2 separate regions of the Rattus norvegicus genome follow, and region 2 is linked to region 1. The links are chromatin contacts, called in public Hi-C maps. All regions are on one chromosome and are shown on one strand. The core of a region is the stretch at or near the end of the contact, and the rest is flanking DNA. Distances in the headings are between cores, read along the strand shown.

Region 1 (4,628 bases), core at 744-3,243:
GAAGCCAAGCCTGAATCTGGGCTTGCCTATGACAAGATGGCTCTTAAGGGGTGTATGTGGTGGTGGGGGGAGGGGCTTCTGCTCTGCCGACGTGACAGATTACCAAGGCTAGGCTGGGCAGCGGAGTCCTCAGGGATCTCGGGAGCCCCATCTCCGGAAGCCCCATCTCCACCTAAGGACCACGTCGCTGGCGCCGGCGAGGACACTCGGCCCTCTTTCTTCAGGCGGTAAAGGACTTGGTTGAGGATTTTCTTGGGCACTTGTAACTTCTTCAACAGCTGGTCGATCTGCACAGGACTACCAGCATCACTCAACACCTGCAGGATCTTCTGCTCCAGGTTGTCTCGGGGAGGAACACAGAGAAGAACTGAGTCAAGCCTAGTCCCCGGGGACACCCTGCATCCAAGCTTCCGGGCACAGGAGGGATCTCCGGAGAGACCCTAGAGCAGAGAAGGCACCCGTGACCTGGGCCAAGCAGACAGTAAGCGAGGATACCAGTCGGAGGCGAGGGTGTCAGTCAGGTGAACGCTGGCTCCACAGATAGATGTCTGGAGTGGTAAAGTCATATGCAGCCTGCCCTGTGTACTATGTGGAAGTCAAGCAGGTAGGAACCCTCAGCCCTCAGACGATGGAGCAAGAGGGAGAGGTGTGAAACCAAGTCTGGCCCTGAAGTCCCTCCGTGGTGTCTTGATGTCTCTCCCAGCCCGGCCAGGGACTCCCTTTCTCTCCAGCTCAGCACCCACATCTATGGTGTGGGTGTTCCCAGGTCAGGAGTCCAGCAGATAAGAGAAATGGGTCTCTCCTCCCATGCCTGATAGAGCAGGAGCCCCGGAAAACCCAGCTCAGTTCTTTTACCTGGGCCTTGAAGCCATCTTCCAGATGGCCACCAACTCCAGAAAGCTTGCCCCCAGATCCCTCCACCGGGAGCTTCGATGGGCCTCTGCTAGCCAACCAGCCTCCTCTGTGCCTAACCCCGAGGGTCCCCCAAGTCCCACCTCATGCTCCTTTCAGCAGGTTCGTCTGCTTGTCCGTGTGTCTGCCTTTAACTTTCTTTCTTTCCTCTCCTGACAAAGTCTTACCATATAGCTCAGGCTAGCTTGAAATTCACAGCAATCCTCCTGCTTCAGCCCCAGATCCACCCCCACTGCAGTGCTGGAATTAGAGGACTTAGCATCTCTATTCCTGGGTTGGCTTTGCCTTGCCTTGAGAAACCTTTGCTGGGGAGTGTGTCGTGTAGCAGGCTCCCCTCCCCTCCCCTCCCCCACTGACCCCTAAAGACACACAAGAGAGGCAAAGCCTTCCCCAAAGGGTGGGCTTGAAGGACTGGTTGCAGGGTCTGAAAGCGGGACGTTAGGAAGCAGAAGACTGGAGTTGGTAAGGCTGGACAGGTTAGTAGTGTTAGGAAACTACAGGAGTCAGGCGAGTTTTAGTTCCTGGTCTTCTTTGCCCAGGAAAGAAACTGGCACCTGGCCTGGCCCCTCCCTGATAGCTTATGAGCAGCAACTTCTAGTATGTTTCCAGGTCTGAAATAAGAAAGGATAACCCAGAAGGACCTAGACAAGCAGTAAATTAAATCCTGTCCACAGCATCGCAGCCTCACACAGCCCTGCACCCCGTAGCCTCCCATAGCCCAGAAGCCCCTAGATGGACTACATGATTGCAGCAAGGATTTGACTAGGGCAGGAGAAAAGCTTGACTACAAAATCAAAGTCACATCTTCCTATCAAAGCAAAGTCCTCTCTCGAGATGACAGTTCAGAGCCCCAGGCCTGTCACAGGCCTTGGTGACCTCATCTATGAGGTAAGAGGACATGAAGGATCTGGGGCACAGGATCCCTGAAGCAAGCTGACTTCTCTGTGGTGACCTCAGAGTCCTGCTGCCGTCTGGGCTAAGGAAACAGCCAGGAGCCGTAGAAACTTCACCCAGGACCCAAAGGTGGTGAAGGAAGAGTTTAACTTACCTCCCGTGCCCAGGTCCACAGAAGCCTCCGCCATGCTCCCAGCAGCCGTGGGGCACTTTTAGGGGTGGGGGTGGCAGGTCCCAGCACTGTGGCCAGGCCTGGGGCTCTGAGTCCACAAGAAAGAATGCTTGTTTGGACCTGCAGACACCAGCTGTTACCACCCCGGAAACTAATACCCATCTGGCTGCACCCCTTCCCCGCCCTCTGGCTTTCTGAAGAAACAGAAAATGAAACTTTGGTGTGATTCTCGAATGAAAGAATTGTCAAAATCAGGGTGGATGAGGAAGCTGGAGTTGGACAGACCATGTGACAGAAAAGAGCGGGGTCTTGGCCTCTGGGGTGGGACTGCCCACGGGAAGAGTGAGACCTGAAGAGGACTCTGAAAGCCCTGTGAGGAGGAAGATGGTGATCTAGGAAAAGGCACCCACGGTGCCTCTCCTGCCTGGTCTAGTACTGTCTACCCACATATGTTTTAGAAGAAGAGACAGACTCCTTTCACTTTCATAAATTCTCAGCGGCCCGAGAACAGTTCAGACACCTCTCTGTCCATATTACGGGAGAGGGGGATGGAGACTCACAGAGATGGCCTTGTGTTCACCACTCAGCCCATAATAATCCCTGAATCTGGGTCCCAGCTACAGGGTGGGGGGACCTGTCTGGTGTGCAGGTCCCTGGTGCACAGGGCGGGACAGGAACAGTCAATGGAGACCAGAAGGAGGTGATGTCTGCAAAGCAAGCAGCTGGCAGCAGGTCCCCAGTCAGCTTTACCTCTCGGAGCCTGAAAAGGTCACCAGGCAGGCCACCATCAGGCCAGATCCGCACAGCTTGGGAAAACTTTAACATTTCCAAGTGCTTTTTATGACTTCCAGGGAGGAAAAACAGTGCCTGCAGAACCAGCCAAGGAAAACAGAAACTGCACTGCCTGTGGCACCCAAAATAAATAAGGTGGCTTTTAAACAAGCTCTCAACCTGGCCTGTTGGGGGACATTGCCCCAGTTCCCTAGAGATGTCATTTTGGAGACTGACCACTAGGTGGTGCCTGCTCACCAACCGCCTGTTGCCCAGGGGGTCTTGCTTGATCCCTGGCCAAGGTGGCTTCAGACTTAACCGGGCTTCAGGACATGCCCGCTTTCCTCGCTTCTTTCTTGAGCATCCTTTACAGGTCTTCCCTTCTGTTCCTTACATTAGCAGACCTGGAAGGAGTCAGGGCCTCCTAGGTCAGCGGTTCTCAACTGTCCTAACTCTGCAACCTTTTAATACAGTTCCTCACGCTGTGGTGATTCCCCAGCCATAGGAATTACCTTCGTCAACACTTCCTGACTGGGATTTGGCTACTGTTATGTAACTGTAACGTAATGTAAAGATCTGTGCTTTCCAAGGGTCTTAGGCGACCCCTCTAAAAATGTCCCTCAACCCGCAGAGTACTCTATACATAATATATAAATCTTAAGACTATGAAAGATTTATTTATTGATTGATTTTAGGTATGTGAGGGCTCTATCTGCATATACCCTGCAGGCCAGAAGAGGGCATCAGATCCCATTACAGATGGTTGTGAGCCACCATGTGGTTGCTGGGAATTGAACTCAGGGCCTCTGGAAGAGGATTCAGTGCTCTTAACCTCTGAACTATCTCTCCAGCCCCAATAAATAAATCATAATTTGTTTTTCAAAAAATTTTTTCTTAAAAAAAGAAAAAAGAAAAGAAAAGATTCCAAGCTAATTTTCAACATTGGGCCTACCGTCAGCACCTGTGGCCGTAGACTAGACGGTGCAGATGTGCCTTTTTGTTATTGTTTTTGTTGTTGCTCTTGCTTGCAAATGGTTGGCAGGTACCCCAGACTTGGTGCTGTCAGTCACCCAGGTTCTTTTTATCCTGTCGCTCTGCCATTTATAGCCTGTTTGTGGGTTTGCCTTGAGTTTTAGAAAGGTTGCTGGAATTCTACCTATCACGAGTGCACTCCTCAAAGGAAGGAGGAGTAAAGGTTGGGGATGGGGATGGGGATGAGGGAAGGGGTGGGTAGCTTCATCTGTCAACTGAGGATTGCCCAGAGTGGATCGGTTGTGAACACACCATGAGAGAATATCGTGATTGCTGACTGATTCGAGAGAACACGGACCACTGTGGGCAGCACCATTCCTAGGCTCATTGTCCTGGGCCCCATATATCAAGAAGCTGGGTGAGCATGGGAGGGTAAATGGCATTCTACAAGGTCTCTGATTCAGCTTCTAAGGTCACTTCTCTCTGGGATGGGGCTGTGAAGTATAAGCTGAATAACTCGTGTGTGTGTGTGTGTGTGTGTGTGTGTGTGTGTGTGTGGTTTTCCCTGTATTACAGCACCAGAACTAAGTGAACACAGTAGATATCCCCCTTTGAAGAACACATCTCGCAGGCGGCCCATACTTTCCACTAGTATCCTATCAGACAGAGCTTAGTCTTAGGGTTCTGTCCCCCATGGAATGCTGGGGAAGGAGGTCTGTATACCTGATCACTGTGTACCCAGATAAAATTGGGGTTGCATCACTTCAGTTCAGTGATATCTACCACAGTAGAGGGGCTGGAGAGATGGCTCTGCGGTTAAGAGCACTGACTGCTCTTCCAGAGGTCCTGAGTTCAAATCCCAGCAACCACATGGGGGCTCACAACCATCTGTAATGAGATCTGATGC
Region 2 (4,830 bases), core at 1,171-3,670, 200 kb after region 1:
TGATTCCCAGAGCCCAGGTAAAGGCAGGAGGTAAGAACTGACTCTACAATGTTGTTCTCTGACTTCTAGATTCACATTATGGTATACACACACACACGCACACACACACACACACACACACACACACCATGCACACACACACACCATGAATACACACACACACTATGTACACACACACAATATGAATATACACACACACCATGCACACACACACACACCAAGAATACATACACAAACACCATACACACACGTACACCATGAATACATACACCATGCACACATACACCATGCACATACACACATACCATGCACATACACACACACCATGCACATACACACATACCATGCACACACACGCACCACACACACACACACCATGCACACACATACATACACACACACCATGCACATACACACATACCATGCACATACACACATACCATGCACACACACGCACCATGCACATACACACATACCATGCACATACACACACACCATGCATATACAGACACCATGCACATAAACACACACCATGCACATAAACACACACACACACATACCATGCACATACACACACACCATGAATACATACACATATACCATGCACACACACACCATGAATACACATATACTCCATTCACACACACCATGCGCATACACATACACCATGCACACACACACATACACACACACCATGCACACACACACACCATGCATACACACAAACCATGAATACACATATACTCCATGCACACATACCATTCACACACACTGTGCACATACACATGCACATGCACACACACCATGCGTGCACACACACACCATGAATACACATTATACTCCATGCACACATGCCATGCACACACACACACTATGCACATACACACACACCATACACGCACACACACACCATGCACACACACACACACCATGCATGCACACACACACCATACACATAAACACACACACACACCATGCACGCACACACACACCATGCACGCACACACACACACCATGCACACACACACACACCATGCATGCACACACACACACCATGCATACACACACACCATGCACATACACACACACCATGCACATACATACAAACCATGCACACACACAGACACACACACACACACACACACACGCACACACACAAGCACCACAATAAATATGTAAATAAATAATGCAAACTGATCCTGAGAGGCTCCTGCTGAGACATAGGATTGGGACTGCCACAGAGCTGCTACCAGCCGACCCTACTTGACCCTGCTGCACCTGATGCCAATGTGTCCTCAGGCCCTGCTAACTGTCCCAGGGTCAGAAGCTCCAAGGCCACATGGCTGGGTTGCTCAAGAGCTATCAGAACCAGAGCAGTATTTAAATCTTTCCAAATTCTAAATGTGGGTCATTTTCTTCAAAACACAGACACACTGGGAGGTGGGAATAAAAGCCTGTGGGATGGCAGTGTGCCCGAGGCTGGAACTGCACGTGATTATGCCCCTGCCCGCCTGTCTAGTTAGGAGGAGACAGGGGCCACAGGGACAAGGCATTATGGTAATGGCCTCTTTGCTTAACATGGGCTGGCCGGGCTGCGCTTTAGGCACAAATGAGACTAATGAAGGGCACTCAGCTGAGAAGCACACAGGTTTTTCTCCCTGTTAAGGAGCTGAGAGAGAGTCATTAACTGCTCAGGGCTACTGGAAGGAAGGGGGAGGTCCCCAAACGCAGGAGGTTGCCCAGAGCCTATGACCTCATTCTGTCCCCATCTTTGTCTTTGCTGCTGCATCTGGGGAGTGAGAACCCTGTTTTCTCTAGCCCTGCAGGGCAGGAATAAGACTAAGGTGGGTGGGAGGCGGAATAATGATAATAATAAAAATATTCACACATTTAATGGCTTTACATATTATGCAAGTGATACATTATTATTGTTGTTGTTGTTGTTACTACTACTGCTGCTGCTGCTTCTACTACTACTACTACTACTCCTATTGTCCCTCAGATAGCCAAGGCTGCAGACCAGGTCTGGAGTGAACAGAGGAACTGTCCTTGGTGTGTGTGCTGGGCCAGGTTTGGCTGTTCTCATTGGTGTGTGTGCTGGGCCAATTCTTTTGCCAGTGCGCACTGACTTCTGATGCCATGGGCTATTTGCCCCACCTTGCATATCATGGTGCAGTCTTTGGACAGCGTGGGACCGGTTACCTATGCAACATCTCGCACCTGAAAGTCTCTGTCCAGGGTAACCAAGGTAGCCGGCCACTCAGCACAGCATATTTGGAAGGCCTGCTGAGCTGTCCCGTGTTGCAAGCTAAGCCACGTGGGATCTGGACATTTCAGTGCTAGGTCAAAGCTCAGAGTGCCTGCAAGACTCTGACTCCTAGGGAAGACAAGGTCTGGCCACCAATGAGAGAGAGAGTCTAGGCTGCTACTGGCTGTCTTCCACAGCCTTTCTGCTCAGTGTGTGGACCCAGGCCAGCTGTATGACACCACTCCACAGCTTGTTGGGCATGTTCTGACCTGCTGGGTTTGACCCTGAGCTTTGAGAAGCTGTCTCAGTGGCTTGGGAGCACTGACTATATGCTTCTCTGGCTCACTAGGTAGAAAGAACTGGGCCCCACAGGAGTCAAGACACAGAGTAAACGGAGTGTGACTTCACTTCCTGTCTCTCAGGGAGCTAAGGTCTTAAACCCACTGCTGGTGTGAGTGTACTCTCTCTCCGTAACACAAATGAGTGCCACATCCTGTGTCCTGTGTACCCTGATATGGCGAGTTTCGGAGGGCCAAAGGTGTCCATTTCTCAGAACCTGGATTGCCTAGATTGCAACTTACTGTTCATGAGAGCCCTGGGGGCTACAAGCAACAGAACCCCCAGCTTCGCACTGGAGCCTTGAACACATGAAGCTCACCGCTCTCTTAGATTACAGAGCCTGGAGCCTGTCTGTCTGGGCCTGGGTTGCCAACACCAGCAGGACAGATGCTCTCATCTCCATAGTACTTCTTGTTGGTGGCCCCGTGATCTGGAAGCCTGCTACCAGTGTTTTCCTGATATGAAGGCCAAGAACATGGCCTTTTACAGGAGAGCAAAATCTTTCTCATAAACGCCCATGACATCTATCTAAATCTTTGAGGCCACCACAGAGGAGTGTGGAGAGTTGAGACTGCGAGTGTCCCTTTGCCTTGAGCTGAAGAGGTTGGGAGAGGAGAAGCAGGGCTTTCTGATGTCCAGGTGGGTTCAGGCAGGCCTTCACCCTGGCTTCAACTGGAGGCGTATACTTAAACCCTCTCTTAAGAAGAAAAACCTTAAAGACAGTCAACACGGTGGGCACCAGGGACCTGGGTGGGACGCAGCAGGTGTGATGTAGGTGAGCAGTCTCCTTTAGTAAGTTGGAAAGTGCATGTGTCCTTATTTGGAGGTGTGAACCCGGGTTCTTTGTCCCCAAGGACTATAGTTTGAGTCTGAGACCCCTCCACAGGCTCAAGAATGTGTGAACTTGCTTCTCTGTGGTGCAGTTTGCGGTGATAGAGGTTGTGAAGGGACGTCACCTGGAGAAAGTGGCTGGTCAGGGGGCAGGTGGGAGGGTTTTAGTCCTGCTATTTCCTGCTAGACAGAGATGTAGGAGCGGAAGATATACAGTAAGCTCCCACCTCCACAGACCCAGCACGCATGCGCGTGTGGTGTCTGTGTGTCTCTCTGTGTAGGGTGTACATGTGTAGGGAGTGTTCGTGAATGTGTCTGTGTATCTGCTCAGGGCTGTGCATGTGTGTAGGGTGTGTGTCCATGTGTGTCTCTGTGTATGGGGTGTGCATGTACGCAGTGTGTCTGTCTGTCTGTATGTAGTGTGTTTTATGTATGTATGTATATGTATATATATGCATGTGTGTGTATATAGTTTGTATGTCTGTGTGTGGGATATGCATGTACGCATGTGTGTAGGGTGTGTGTTTGTGCAGTACATGTATAGGTGTGCTTTCTGGTTCTCGGCTATGTGTGTGCAGGTGTGGGTATGGTTGTACGCACATGCATGCACATTTAGAGACCAGACATCAGCCTCAAGAACTGTCCTCAGGAGTTGTCCCTTCATCTTGGTCTTTGAGACTAGACTAACTAGGTTAGACTGGGAAGCCGAGCCTCACCGAATCTGCTATCTTGCCCCACCCCATACCCCACCCCAGCACAAAGATGACAGATGTGCACTGTTGCCCTGGGCTTTTTACGTGGGTGCTGGGGATCTGAACTCTGGTCCACATGCTTGATGCAGCAATCACCTCCCAGCCCTAGACTGGCTTATCTTCGATTTGGAACAAGGCTTTACAGATCCAGGGCAAAGCCACAACCAATGATTGAGCACACATCTGATGTTTGAGTTCTGCGGAGTGACTTTTGGAACTTCTCCAGAAACGGCTAGAAGCTGGCAAACCCTCTGACTCCCATTAAGGCCAGCCACACAGAATGAAAGGGCAAAATCAGACTGGGGGGCTCGGGCCTGCAAAGCTGCTTGCTCTGAGGGGAGGTGTGGGCAGGGCCAAGCCACTCTCTGTCCATGAAACACGAGGGCACCAAGTGATTCAGACAATCCTGTCCATGGGGACCATATGACCACCATTAAGTCTCTTGGCCTCTGGAGATGACAAGGGACGGTGGTTAAGGTAGGGGATGCAGCCAAAAGTGAGAAGCCCAGAAAGCTCCCTGGAGATGCTGGGGAGACCTGGATCATTGTTTCACGAGCCAACTCCAGGCTCACGACTACAGAAGGCACAGGGTCTCCCTAGGAACTGATCAGGGGTGGCGATGCTGACACAAACCCCAGATTTGAGGTGGAAGGACGGAAG

Evidence for each region. Hi-C and Micro-C count contacts between places; a contact is called where the count stands out from the background.
Region 2: a Hi-C map of liver shows a contact between it and region 1, with 2.8 times the contacts expected there. The contact joins the enhancer-like site here to the promoter of Zbp1 in region 1. A contact is called at or near these places in 2 of 12 Hi-C or Micro-C datasets (liver and mammary epithelial cells).

What each region holds. Positions count from the first base shown.
Region 1 is chr3:182,420,024-182,424,651 of GRCr8, forward strand. Zbp1 (Z-DNA binding protein 1) reads right to left here and starts at 1,994. Exons shown (of 8, transcript NM_133564.1): 1 at 1,961-1,994; 2 at 104-343. The coding sequence starts at 1,994.
Region 2 is chr3:182,615,096-182,619,925 of GRCr8, forward strand. No RefSeq gene overlaps it. Among named protein-coding and RNA genes, the nearest start is that of Cimip1, 120 kb to the right of the region's middle. Within about 2 kb of position 2,421, at least 14 of the 93 cell types and tissues checked have an H3K27ac peak or open chromatin away from gene starts, as enhancers often do. A contact at or near this core is called in liver, where this site is marked.